Regions from separate parts of the Ovis aries genome. Here region 2 is linked to region 1. The links are chromatin contacts, called in public Hi-C maps. All regions are on one chromosome and are shown on one strand. The core of a region is the stretch at or near the end of the contact, and the rest is flanking DNA. Distances in the headings are between cores, read along the strand shown. Region 1 holds the start of SESN1 (sestrin 1). Region 2 holds the start of FOXO3 (forkhead box O3).

Region 1 (6,343 bases), core at 3,106-5,605:
TATTATGGAGCACTACATTACTTGGTTTCCCTTGTGAAGCTAGTGTGAGAAGTGAAGCTGCAGCATCAAGTACAGACCACATGATGCTAGGCATTAAGGAGCTTAGATTCCAACCTAAGGGATTTTCAGGAGGAGAGAAACATGGTCAGATTTCTGTTTCAGATAAAGAGCTCTGCAATTAAGAGGAGGATGGATAGAAAGGTGGAGGATGGATAGAAAGGTGGAGGACAGGTTAAGTCTGGCAAAGTGAGAGATATCAATGCCAGAAGTAGAACAGTGGTGTCAGGGGTAGAAATCCCTTTAAGAGCTATTTCTAATCAGATTTATCAAAGGCAACTTAATCTCTGTGTAAAACAGAACTCAGCACTCCCCTAAATTAACCTTCTACCACTCTTGTCTCCTGAAATGACTTAACTATTCGCCAAGGAGTTTAAGCTAGAAACTTTAGAGCCATGCTTCATTTTACTTCATCTCCTATATCCAATTAAATACTATATCCAATGGTTTCTAACTCCTAACTACCTCCTAAACCTAGTCACCTTTTCCCACTTTGTCTACTACTCCTACTCCACCATTTTTGCTTTGGACTAATGGCAACCAACCCCAGTGTTCTTGTCTGGAGAATCCCAGGGATGGCGGAGCCTGGTGGGCTGCTGTCTGTGGGGTCACACAGAGTCGGACATGACTGAAGTGACTTAGTAGCAGCAGCAGCAGTGAACAACCTCCTTACTGTTGCACATTCAGTCTCGACCCCTGAAATCTATTATCCAAATTTCTTCCAAAGTGATGCTTCTAATACACCATGTATCATGTCACCATCTTGCTCAGTGCCCTTCAGTGGCTTCTCATTGTTCCTAGGATGAAGTCTATAACTCTGAACATGGTACTCTGTTCTCTGGCTCCTGCCTAAAAACAGTAAGAATTCCTAGATTCATGCTGTTTCTTATTTGCTAGGCACTGTGCTATGCTTTGTAAGCATTATTTCATTTTATTCTCATTGTTAGGCATGAACTATTCTCATTTTCATTCTGCAGATAAGAAAACTGAGTCAAGGAGAGATTATGTAACTTACCAAAGGTTGTAGAATTATTATAGTATTGGAGTCAGCTCTGACTCCTAAGCATCTATTTAAACTCTCACACTCTCCTCAAACTGCATTACTTTCCACTCCTAAATTCACCTGATCTCTTTTACCATGAGGCCTTCACATATACTATTCCCTACATCTGGAATGTTCCCCTCACAATCTCATTTTTGCCTGGATAATACTTACTCATTTCTGCTTAAATGCCATCTCTTCATAAAGTCTTCCTGTATTATCTAAAATTACATTGTTTATTTGTTTACTTCTTTATGGTCAGTTTCCCTTCAGTAGAATGTCAAAATTGTTACCACTGATTCTCAGTTCTTAGAAAGGCATTTAGCAGGGGTTCAATTAACATTTGTTGAATGAAGGCAGGAATGAATGAAGTAGGGATGGAAAATCCCTTATCTATTAATAGTAACTTCACCTATTCAGACTAAGACACAATATTTATTTAGTAGCTTACAAGTCACAGTCAATACTTGTGAGAACTTATAGCCCTCCTAGGGGAGACAGACACATAAATATGTGATTATAACCCAACATAAGTAAAGTGCCTGTTAGAATTGTGGCTGGAATGATGTACAATAGATGCAGAGATGAAAATGAAGGTATAAATTGACAGGAAAACTTCATATTAGAGATTCTTGATTCCTTTTGCAGAATGAATGAGTCTTAAAATACATATCACATAGTCCATGTATTTCATTTATGAAAGGGGAGAGGAAGGACTTCCCTGATGGTCCAGTGGCTGAAACTCTTCATTCTTAATGCAGGGGGCCTGGGTTTAGGTCCCAGTTCAGGGAATTAGATCTCACATGCTGCAAGGAAGACTGAAGGTCCTGAGTGCCCATGCAGACAAATACATAAATGTTTTTTTAAAAAATAAGGAAGAAGACAGAAGCATCCATTACATATAGGGCATTTTATAGCTCCTTTATAATATTAATTTACTATAATAACACACCTCTGTATTATTATACCCATTTTATAGATGTGGAAATCCAAGCTAAGAGAAGTTAAATAACTCATTCAAGGTTATACAGTATATTAATAAAGGAGGAGAATCTGAGCCCAGGTTTGATACCGGTACCCATTTACTTACCATTATGTCAGTCCTTTGAACTTGTAATCTCCAGAGCCTAATTACTTCAGTTTTCAATCTAACTCTTAACAAAATTGGCTATCTGGTTTCCCATTCTAGTACTTTTAAAGTAGCAAAATAAAGCATTCAAGAGGAGGCTGAAATGAAGAATACTGACAGCAAGGGAAGGAACAGAAAAACTATAAAAATTGAACATACAAATTCAAAGTGGATCATAGAGTCCTATACATACATTCCACCCTCAACTGTACAACAGTATGTACTTGATATGCAAAATGATGACCCCATTATGAAAAAAGGAATGGCTGTTGTAGTCACCAAGATAGAGAAATAACTTTTGATGCTAAAAAGGGTAAACTTCAAGCGCTGGAATAATAATTCCTCTCTAGTAACTCTGGATAAATGTAAATTGTAACAACTGTTTCCACTGTTTGTGAAAAGAAATATCCAAGATTTTAAAGAGTCTATGTTTTATGCACATTATTATTTTTTTGTTGCTTTAAACTGAATTCAAACCAGAACAGAAAAACTGTTCATCTTAGCTTATATATATATACATATATATATACACACCCAAGTAAATCATACATTTAAAAAAATTCTGGTGCCATGACTTTGAACACATGTGAATTGAGTAATTTAGACAGAGAAACATAAAGAGCATTTTGACCATTCTTAATTTCTAAAAAACCTTATTCTTAAAAAAAACTTCAAATAAAAAAAGATAAACTGAATATGTACGAGCAGAAGGAAAACTATAACATTCTTAATTTTTTACAACTTAAATAGAAATGTATGTGAGAAAGAAAAGAATCAAACTTAGGCAAACACAGAGAGAGCTAGTTAAGTAATTGACCATAAGAGTCTATCAGTCACTCAACCTGGATCCAATTTTTCAATCTGCAGATGTCAGCTCCTTTACAACATGGGCTTTTATTATTTATATAATTCTTTCTTTCAGAAAAGAAAGGTTGCATTTAGGAAACAGATTCTGGGGTTTTTTGTTTTGTTTTTAAGAACAAGAGAAAATTGTTTCACCAGTTATCTCGAACAAGCTGACTAGGAAACATTTAACATTCTTTATCATTTTAGAATCTTTTAAACGTGAAACTTTCCACATGGAACATTGTTTGTAACAATATGAAAAGCATACTGGCTACAGTTTCCAACAACATGTAAAAATGAATATAAAGAAATGCAAGTATTTACTTGTAATTAACTGTAATTTTCAAGTATTTTTCCCAGGAAGAATGCATTTCTGCTAAAACTCTCCAGAAAGACAATACTCATTTAGTTGTACTTGAAAATTACTTTAGTTCACCTTGTCCAATTTTAACCCTAAATTAAACGTTTTACAGAACGCTCTAAATTTAAGGTAATTCAAATTATAACAACTTACTTGAAGCAATTACAAAGTGAATATCTGCAAGTAAACGTCACTGTACTAGATAAACAGTTGTACTTAAAATGCTCTTTCTTACCTGGACGCTCTTCAGGATAAACTCACTTTTCTCTCTCACATCTTTAAAGGGACACCTCTTAGAAAGCATAAGCAGATGAGCAAGAAGCTTATTCAATCCATCCAAAGAAACCGCATTTGAAAGGCCGTCTGCTGGACTCCGATAAGGTGTCTCTTTCACCAAACGAAGACACTCGGTTTTTCTCACAATGATTTGCCTAATGTTTTCCAGAGCTGTCTCTCTAGTAGTTGAATCTCTACTGCACAGTCCATCCCATCTCACTTCATTCTCTCCTTCAGCCATGACAACAGTGGAGTTTTTTCTTTGCCGTCTTCAGTTAACTTTCAGCATGCCCCCCAAAGCACTTTATATTTTTAAAACGAGAAATATAAGAATGGAATCAGAGAACTAGAATCGTCATGAAAAAACACGTCTGGGTGACATTTGGAACCAGAAGCGTCTCTTCGAGCTACAAGACAGAGCTCGCCCTCTCCTTTCACCCGGAGGGGCAGTCTTCTGGCCAGAGACTGGAAAAAAAGTTGGCAAGTTGAAACCTTACAAGCGCTGGCTTTCTGCACAGCCAGTGTCGGGAAAGTATTCTCCTGCGACCCGCGGGGTCAGCGGATATCCTCACGCTGGGGAGCTGTCAAACCAGTGCTCTGCCCAAAAAGGCTGGTAACAGTTGAACGCTCTCCAGCCATTCGGTGTTTTTTGTCAGTGCAGCCACGGTGTTCTCGGGAGCGTTCCCACCCCGCCCCTCCTCCGGCACCAGTCCCCGCCTTCTGCAGCTCCTCCCCCTCGGCCGGGCGCTGGCTGGGAAGGCTTGCCGAACCCTGGCTCGCTGGCCGCCACGGCCAGAGACCCTGACGCTCCCGGGGGGCGGCAGTCTTGTGCAGCCTGCTGTCTCGGTAGCGTTGGAGGAAAAGCGTCTCCTGTCCTAACGGTTCCGGGTGCCCTGGGCAGGCGCCGCTTCTGTTCCAATCCTTGCGTCCTCGCCCACCGCCCTCCAAGCCAGACGGGGACAGGGCAGCCCCGCAATCCCCGAGCGCAGGGCTGGGCCGCGAAGCTGGCGGAGCGGCGGGGCCCGCGGCACAGAGCCCGCCCCTTCGCCCAGCCTCATCTGTGGGGCTCTGCCCAGAGGGCGGGAGCGGGGAGGGAAGATGGGGTCCTCACCCCCCAGCCCCTCCCCTTTCTCCGCCCGGCACAAACCAGGAGCCGCCCCTGCCCCTGCGCCCTCTTCCCCGCCCTAGTAGACGCGACCCGCGGAGGCAAAGCCATTGGAAAAAGCCCCGCCCACCCACTGGCTACCTCCAGACCCCAAGTCCGCGCGCGGCCGCCAACCGCTGCCGGTTGCTACGCAAGCGTGACAGCAAGCAAGGCGCATGCGCTTTAAGAGGCACTTAATCTGCGCCGGGGAGCGTTTTCTAGCCCCTGGCGTTTGGCTTCCTTGGACCGAAAAAGGGAGAAAAAGTAAGGGGAGGTTGAAATACCCTATCACAGACAACACAAACAGGGAAAAGAAAGTGTGCACAGACGTACACCTGAAAGTGCCTGAATCTAAGTTTAAGGTCAGTCTAAAAATAAGAACGCTGTCTTTATTACGCCAAACCCCAGATTTAAGGAAGCAGGGCGTGCTCGCATTGACTTCTGGGAAAGGTAGTTTGGGTGCTGTCTGCGCATTTCGTTTGCGACAAAAACTACAGCCCCCAAGAGCCACTGCGACATTGCCTTTTGTGGCCTGCGAGCCGACGGTTAGCGCTGACAAGGACTGACTGAGAGCGTCGGCTTGGTGAGCACTGTGGGCTTGGCTGCCACTTTTCCTTGACAGGATTTTTTCCCTTCCTCCATTTCCTTTGGGATTTTAGAAACCGAGCCATCTAGGACTGTAAGCCTTAGTCCGGGGACTTCTATGAGTAATCTAAATTGGGAAGGGCTAGTCTGGGTGTCCAGTTCTCCCGCGTCGAGGCGAGAATTTGGGAATGGTCGCTATCCTGAAGGTCGGAGGGTGAGGAGTAAGACCAGACAAGGGGGATGCTGTGGAAACCGGTGCTCTACTCTGCTGCCTCTGCTTCCGTCCTGCCAAGCGGGTTCGCGCGTGATGGATTGGGTATCCCTGTGCAGTTGCGGTCTTTGTTTGCTATTGTACAAGGGTGTTAGGTGCTTTACTTGCTGGAATGACATCCCAAGCCAGGTATTCAAAGAAAGCTGTCAAATCCATTTTGTATGAGACTCAAGGGGAAAGAATCCCTGGTATTCCTAAATATGAATTTTTGCAGGCCTTAAGGATACCGTATGAAAAGAATCTCCAAAATTTAGTACGTTTTAAAGATTCAATTGTTTGTTTACAAATTACCATTTGAGTCATTCCTCTAGAGGAAAGTCAACGTTTGAACGGTTGTCAGTGGTTCAACCTACTCTAGTATTCTTGCCTGGAAAATCCCGTGGACGGAGAAGCCTGGTAGGCTGCAGTCTATGGGGTCTCTAAGAGTCGGGCACGACTGAGCGACTTTACTTTGACTTTTCACTTTCATGCATTGGAGAAGGAAATGGCAACCCACTCCAGTATTCTTGCCTGGAGAATCCCAGGGACGGGGGACCCTGATGGGCTGCCGTCTATGGGGTCGCACAGAGTCGGACACGACTGAAGCGACTTACTGCAGCAGCAGCAGTGGTTGTTCAGTCGCTCCATCTTTT
Region 2 (7,067 bases), core at 3,731-6,230, 550 kb before region 1:
TTCCTGTCTTCATTCTTGAAATAGACACAGAAGCCAATCCAAGAGGGAAATGAGCACTTTGCTCACGGGCAGCATGCTCGGTCCCTGGTGTTTGGGCTCTGGTGTTAGAGGGAGTATCCAGCTACAAAGGGGCTGGGCAGGGACCCAGCGCTAGTGGTGACTTCTCAGAGAACTCTGGCATCTACTATCAAAACCCCCACAAGTTGGGTGTTTGGGATGGTGAATTTACTTAGCTTACTCAAGTAAAAAAGTTTTTAAAATGTTTGTTCCTTCAGTGATTGAATTTACAAATTGGAGTGGACAGTTACTACCTTAAATCAACTGTAGAAATAAACAAGGTATAATAAGTAGGGAAAATTTTGACCAAAAATTCTATTGCAAAGGTAATGTTCAACAACCGATCAACAACCATAACTTATTCAGCTTTTGTGTACTAAACTGCGAAGAAATGAAGGACGAAGGAAGCCTTCAAGGGGAAGACAAAGGTCAAAGCAATTTCTGACTTAGAGGGAACAATCACTCTGAGTTTTCAAAGGCTTGCCCATAGGGACACATTATAAGTGTTAATTCTTTGGGTGGATTTACCAGTCTGTATGTTTATAGTCACTGCCATTTGAAGTTTTGATCTTCAACTCATTTAGAAACTTACCCAACACTGTACGACCTCTTCTATTTGTCTTGTACTGCCTTTAAACTCTTGAAATACTGAAGTTTTAAACGTTTTACCCTCACAATTAAGACTAAAGCTTTTTGAGGAAAGTAGCTTTATTATGTCCCTACCCCCCTTTAATCACCAAGAGAGTCACAATGAGCTCAATTAATCTAGGAATCTTTAATTTTTTTCATTTTAGGGGGAAGGTCCGTGGGATATGCATTCTGTTAATGAACACACACTCAACCTGTTTTCATTAGTAATTCTAATAGCCAAGATCCCGGCTAGTGTAAACACATTCTTTCTATGTCTTAAAGACAAAGAATTGCCTAGATTTAGAGAAGGGGGTGATTTCTTTTACAGCATGTTAAAGTATTAAAAAGAAGCAACTGAAAGTTCTTTGGATTTTATGCTGTACCATAGGGCAAAGCCTAGGTGATGAGGCCTCCTGGTTCTTCGTGCAAAGCAGAAAACCAGACTCAGCAATAAATTCTACCACACCTTCCACACTGCTAGGCTATAAACCAGATGTAAACTCGGCTTCTCAGCGGGGCAGGCCCACGATGAGAGGAGAGGGGCCGCACTCAGAACAAGCCCTAGAAGCAGAGACCGCTCTACTCCAGACTTCCACCTCTGCACACGAAGCGCAGCGACTCGCGGGCAGAGATGTCCACCCAAGAGACAGGTACAGATGGACTGGGGACATTCGGAGCAAGGGAGGAGGGCACAGACAAGGGTGTTTAGTGCGTTAAGTGTGTTGAAATCTGCTCCGGAGCCGGTGGCCACGGAGCCTAGCCTGGCGCGGCCTCCAGGATGAAAAGAAACAGGTGGCTTTGCTCCGGAATGTGAATAAGGGAGCCGAGCCCGGGCTTACAAAAGGCAGTATTCTGCAGCGAGAACACGTTGTCTCCGTAGAAGCTTGAAACTCTCACGTAACAGCGCGCGAAACTCCCAATCAGACCCAAACGGCCGTCTGCAAAGGAAGCCCGTAGCGGGGACAGCCTTGCTGTCCCGTGAGCTGCGCTCAAAGAGGCCGCGGCGCGGCCCCGCCGCGTCCCCCAGCCGGCGCGGGCAGCCCCACGCGCCAGCCACTCGACCGAGCTGCCAGCACAACATTCCATTTAAAAATAACACCCACGTGCGCTGGTAAACAAGCGCGCGCGTCTTTCGGAGCCGCGTGCCCGGGGCGAGCCCGTGCGGCGCGCGTCCGCCCTCCTCCCGCACGTGTCTGCCAGCTCCGCCTGCGCAGCGCTAGCGAGGCCCAATCTCCGCCCCTTGAGCTGGCAGCGCACCACCGCGGAGTCCTGAGCCCTGCCGCTCCGGGGCCCTAGAGCCCCCCTGCGTTACCAGGCGTGCCCCGCAGAGTGCTTTCCAACTTTCCTCCCCAGATGCCACCTCATCGAGGCGGGACAAATCGCCTCAGGTCTGCTCCTTCCCCCCGCAACCCGGTCCTCTCAAACCCTCCTCCTTTTAACTCTCCCTTCCGTCAGCACGCGAAGGATTGGCTTCTGGGTTCGCCGTCTCTGTCCTCTCCTCCCTTCCATCGAATTTTACTCGATTGTTTATTATTTGATGGGGGGGCGGAGGCGGGGGGCGGAGAGGGGTGTCTGGGGCCTGGAGACGGGTGGCCGCGGCCAGTCAGAGCGCGGCATGGCTTGACGATTGAGCGGCGCAGCGAATGGCAATTCGGCGCAGAGATCCCGGGTCACGCGCTTGTGGATACAATGACATCATCTGTTTGTACGCGTCGAACTAGCTTGGTGCAGGGGCGGGGCCGCGCGTCACTTGAGTGACGGGTCCTGCGCAAAGCCCGGAGCATGGACTGGGGTGGATGGGCGCATTCCTGCCTACGCTGAGTTGGACCTTTTTGTGTATGCGGTTGTTGCCGAGACCGCTCTGGACTGCTTAAGATACTTCTCGTGACTTGGAAGGATGGGGCGGGATATTTATAAATCAAAATTGATAGACTCTCGGTGTGTGTGTTGCATGTAGTGCATTCTTAGTGCACGAATGAACGACTTGGGTACTGTCGTAGGATAAGGACGTGTGAAGATGTTTTTCTAAACCTGAAGAAGTGTCTTTATTTTTAAAAAGTTTAAAAAAGCACAGTTAGCTGCTTTGCCGTCATTTAAAAATTAGACTCATTATTTCCCCTTCACAGTTGTTCAGAATTTGTTCTTGCATTTAGGAATATGGAATAATTTGCTTTTCTCCCGAGTCAGTTACACTTCTCCACTCGCTGGCCATGAAATTCATGCGAAACGAAACACGACTGCAGTCAAGTGTCCTACGTTAGAGACTCAGTTGCAAACCTCCTGGTTCCTGATCAAATCTGAGAGCATCAGCTTATCGAAGTCCTGAGGACACCAACATCTTCGCTTGCCAGTATTTTCACGCTGAGGTAACCCTTGCCGCCTGCGGTCAGCATGTTATCTCGGGTGTTACCTGGTGTCCGGTTCTAATGGGGGAACCGGACACCAGGGCGGGCCCAGAGCCTGGCGGAGCGACGGGGACCCTTCGTCGCTGGGGAGGGTGCCAGGCGTCCTGCTTGGAGTCTGGGAGGCCACGCGACTGCGCTCGTTGAGCGTTTGGAGCTCTGCTGGCCCCCCTCCCTCGTCTCCTGAGCCAGCGCCGTGCTTTGTTGTTGAGGCTCGCAGGAGGGAGGAGGAGCCCGCCGAGTCTCGGTCCCGGCGCGCGCCCTGACACTCAAGCCTGCAGCCTCTCGGAACCGGGTCGCGCAGGCGTGCGCGCGGGCGCGCGCACACACGCACGCACGCGAGCACAACCCGGCTCGCCGCCCAGCCCTCCCCCTGGGCGGGGACCTGCCCGCCCGCCCGCCGTCAGCCTAGGTTGAGGCACCCTGCGTGTGTCTATAACTTTGTGTTGCTGCCTCGGCCGCTCTGCTTGTGGAAGGGAGGAGGAGGAATGTGGAAGGCGGCGGGGCGCAGGCTGACAGGCGGTTTCTCAGGCGGGCTGCGGCGGCGGCCGGAGCGCCTCTCGGCCGAGGTTGCGCGCCCCTTCCTCATCGTGCCCCAGGCCCGCGCGGGATTGTGCGTCCTCCCCCCTCGTCCCTGAGGGGAAGGAACCGAGGTAGGCGCCGGAGCTGTGAGCGGGTCGACCGCCTTCCCGGCGACTCCGGATCTGCTTCTGAGCTGGGCCAGGCGCTTCCCTTTTCCCTCCCCGTGACTCGGTGTGCGCGCCCCTCTTCTCTCCCGCTAGTGTTTTTAAAGGACTTGAGTGAAGGGGGGGAAACTGTCAAGATGGCAGCAGCGGGAGCAAGGAGGTGAAGAACGTGCTGGTCTGAGCTTTCTGGCGGCCCGGGAGACTTGGTGCTTCCTGACCTGTTGGAAGATTTACGTTCCGACTTGCCCCCTTCTCCCGTTCTTCACTGGGAAGGGGGTGTAAGGCACAACGCCCGTGGGAGAATAAGCCTCACAAACCCCGAAAGTGGCCGTTGCCGCTCGGCTCGACCCTTGGCAAATACCCACCGAGCTGCTTGCCCTCCTTTTTCCCGGCTTCCCCTTTTTCTGGAAGTGACAAGGGCCTGTTTGCGCTCGGACCCACGCTTGCCCTCTCAGCCCGCGGGCAGAGAGGGAAATAAGGAGCTTCCCGCGCCGTCCCCGGGCTCGAGCCCTCCGCTGGGAGGGGGTGGCAGAGGGGCGCGGAGGCAGCAGGGCCGGGGACTGGAAGAAGAGCCGAAGACGCCACAGACTTTGGCGGCGGCGTCGCGGGAAGCACTTGAGCGGGCCCGAGCGAAACATAAACAAACGCACGCCCGCCCGCCCGGACTCGGGCTCGGACCGCAGCTGGGCTGCGCCAGCGCCGGCTGCTGCCCGCTTTAAAGGCGCGGCCCGCGCCCCTCCCCCGCCCCGCCCCTCCCCCTTCTTCCCCGCCCAGCCACCTAGCCCAGGAGAGACCTGCAGCTCCGGCGGCGGCGGGGGAGGGGGTGCCCCGTGCGAGCCCGTCGATTCGCTCCCGTCTCCCCAGCGGCCTGGTCTGGGGGCGGCGTCTGCTGCGCCAGGTTCGCGGGACGCACGTCTCCAGGTCTGCCTGCTCCTGGGAGGCGGGCGCGGTGCGGTCGCGAAGCGGTGGCGGCGGCGACGGCGGGCGAGGACTCGCCGAAGACTGGGTTCCAGCCCGGGATAACCAACTCTCCTTCTCTCTCCTCTCGTGCTTCCCCAGGCGGCGGCTGTAGCGGCGGCGGCGGCGGCGCCGCCTGGGAGCCCGAGCCTTCTCGGCGCCCCCGTCCCTCCCCCGCCGCACCCCGCCCCGGCGCGAGAGGAGAGCGCGAGAGCCCGAGCCGCGGGCGGGCGGGCGGGCGGCGAAGATGGCAGAGGCGCCGGCCTCCCCGGCCCCGATCTCTCCGCTCGAAGTGGAGCTGGACCCGGAGTTCGAGCCCCAGAGCCGGCCGCGCTCCTGTACGTGGCCCCTGCAGAGGCCGGAGCTCCAGGGGAGCCCGGCCAAGCCCTCTGGGGAGGCGGCTGCTGACTCCATGATCCCCGAGGAGGAGGACGATGAAGACGACGAGGACGGTGGCGGTAGGGCCGGCTCGGCCATGGCGATCGGCGGCGGCGGGGGCGGCCCGCTGGGCTCTGGGTTACTCCTGGAGGACTCGGCCCGGCTCTTGGCTCCTGGAGGGCAGGACCCCGGGTCCGGGCCAGCCCCCGCGGCGGGCGCGCTGAGCGGGGGAACGCAGACACCGCTGCAGCCTCAGCAGCCACTGCCACCGCCGCAGCCGGGGACGGCTGGGGGCTCCGGGCAGCCGAGGAAATGCTCGTCGCGGAGGAACGCCTGGGGGAACCTGTCCTACGCCGACCTGATCACTCGCGCGATCGAGAGCTCCCCAGACAAACGGCTCACTCTGTCCCAGATCTATGAGTGGATGGTGCGCTGCGTGCCCTACTTCAAGGATAAGGGCGACAGCAACAGCTCTGCCGGCTGGAAGGTGCGTACCCACCTGGGGCGGGCGGCCGGACCCGCCGGGCCTCCTGCGCAGTGCGAGGCGCGTCTTCGATTCGACGGAGCGCTCCTGAGGGCGCGGGGGAGAGGGGTTGGCAGGGAGAGCCTCCGCTGTGAGGTTTTGGGGGTTTTGTGTGATCCCGGAGGAGGGGCAACCGGGGACGGCCGCGAAGGTGGCAGGAGAGAAGGCTCCTGGGGAAACCTCAGGCATGGCCAGGTGAGGCGAGGGGTTGAGGGACACCGGCGAGGGAAGGACAGACGGACCGGAGTGAATTTGCCGGATTCCTGGGTCATCGCAGAGAAGGTAGGTCTGCGGCCAACTTGGGAGTAGAAGTCCCCCATCGTGGGGGTGCGGCGAGGCCACTACGGGGGGAGTGAGGGAACGGGTTGGGAGGAGTGGATTTGTGGTTTTAAGTCAGTCGCTGAAGCGTGGTGTGTTGTGACTACCTGGATGAGAACCCTTGTGCCCAAGTTTTCGGGCTTGTGGGGTTTTCGCTCCCACAGGCACATCAATCCAATTACAAAAAGCGGTGGTTGTAAACCTCTTCCTGGCCGGTTTCCTTTCCTTGCCTGTGTCCACACCTCTGTTCTTCAGAGATGTCTCTACAGCAGGTAGCTTCTGAGGTGCTTTGGGGCCTGGCACGGGCCAGCCCTTTTACCTCAGCGGGGACTCGCTGCACCTGCTGGCTTCTGCGCAGAGGTCCGGATTCTGGCGCTGTTTGAGGCAGAGGGTCCAGGTGCCCAGGACCCGCGCCTGGCGCCTCACCTGGGCCTTGGGGAGGGAGGTTTGCTGGCAGGGCTGGACCGTAATGGCTTCTACCTGTAAGTGAACCTGAAGAGAGGCTCTCTACTGTTCGTTTTCAGCCTCTTGGGGCACTGGACACGTGGTAGGGAGAGAGGTGTGGAAAGGCCTATGATGTAATGACTTCCTGCAATTGGGCATCCAAAGAGATTAACTCCTGTGCCCCTGCTGGGCCGCTGATACCCAGCGGCTTTGCTCTTGCACCTCATCCTCCTGGCCACATCTCCCAAGACAGGAATGCATACCAGGCTAAAGGGAGCCCTGTGCAGCTGTAGACACATATCTTTCTGTCTGTTGCTTCTAGTAACAAGTTGGATTTTTTTTTTTTTTTTAATTAAAAAGGTGGTTGCTTCCTCCTTCTGTCCCTTCCTTTGTTGTCTTTGGGGAGCTCTGTACTTCCTAGATTCCAGTGGGTGTATAAAATAAGAACAGTTTGACCTTAGGTGGAGAACTGAAGCACTGGAGAGGAGCTAGTACATGAAAAAGCTAAAGAATTTAGTGTCATTGACTTTTAATTTGGTTTAAAAAAATCTTGAAATATGCCTTAAAATTTTTTTATGCTTAGTATAGGGAAAGGGTTTGATACTTTAAAAGGAAAACAAGTGCTTTGATATTGTTCCACAAATCTATCTCATCCTTGAACAAACGCTGTTA

What was found. A called contact is a pair of places that touch in the nucleus more often than the background predicts.
Region 2: a Hi-C map of liver shows a contact between it and region 1, with 2.9 times the contacts expected there. The contact joins the promoter of FOXO3 here to the promoter of SESN1 in region 1. A contact is called at or near these places in 2 of 16 Hi-C or Micro-C datasets (hypothalamus and liver).

Annotation. Positions count from the first base shown.
Region 1 is chr8:28,368,225-28,374,567 of ARS-UI_Ramb_v3.0, reverse strand. It overlaps SESN1 (sestrin 1), which reads right to left and starts at 4,355. Exons shown (of 9, transcript XM_012182656.4): 1 at 3,671-4,355. The coding sequence starts at 3,952. The region is part of intron 1 of CEP57L1 (centrosomal protein 57 like 1); the gene reads left to right.
Region 2 is chr8:28,920,909-28,927,975 of ARS-UI_Ramb_v3.0, reverse strand. FOXO3 (forkhead box O3) reads left to right here and starts at 4,980. Exons shown (of 2, transcript NM_001267889.1): 1 at 4,980-5,597. The coding sequence starts at 4,980.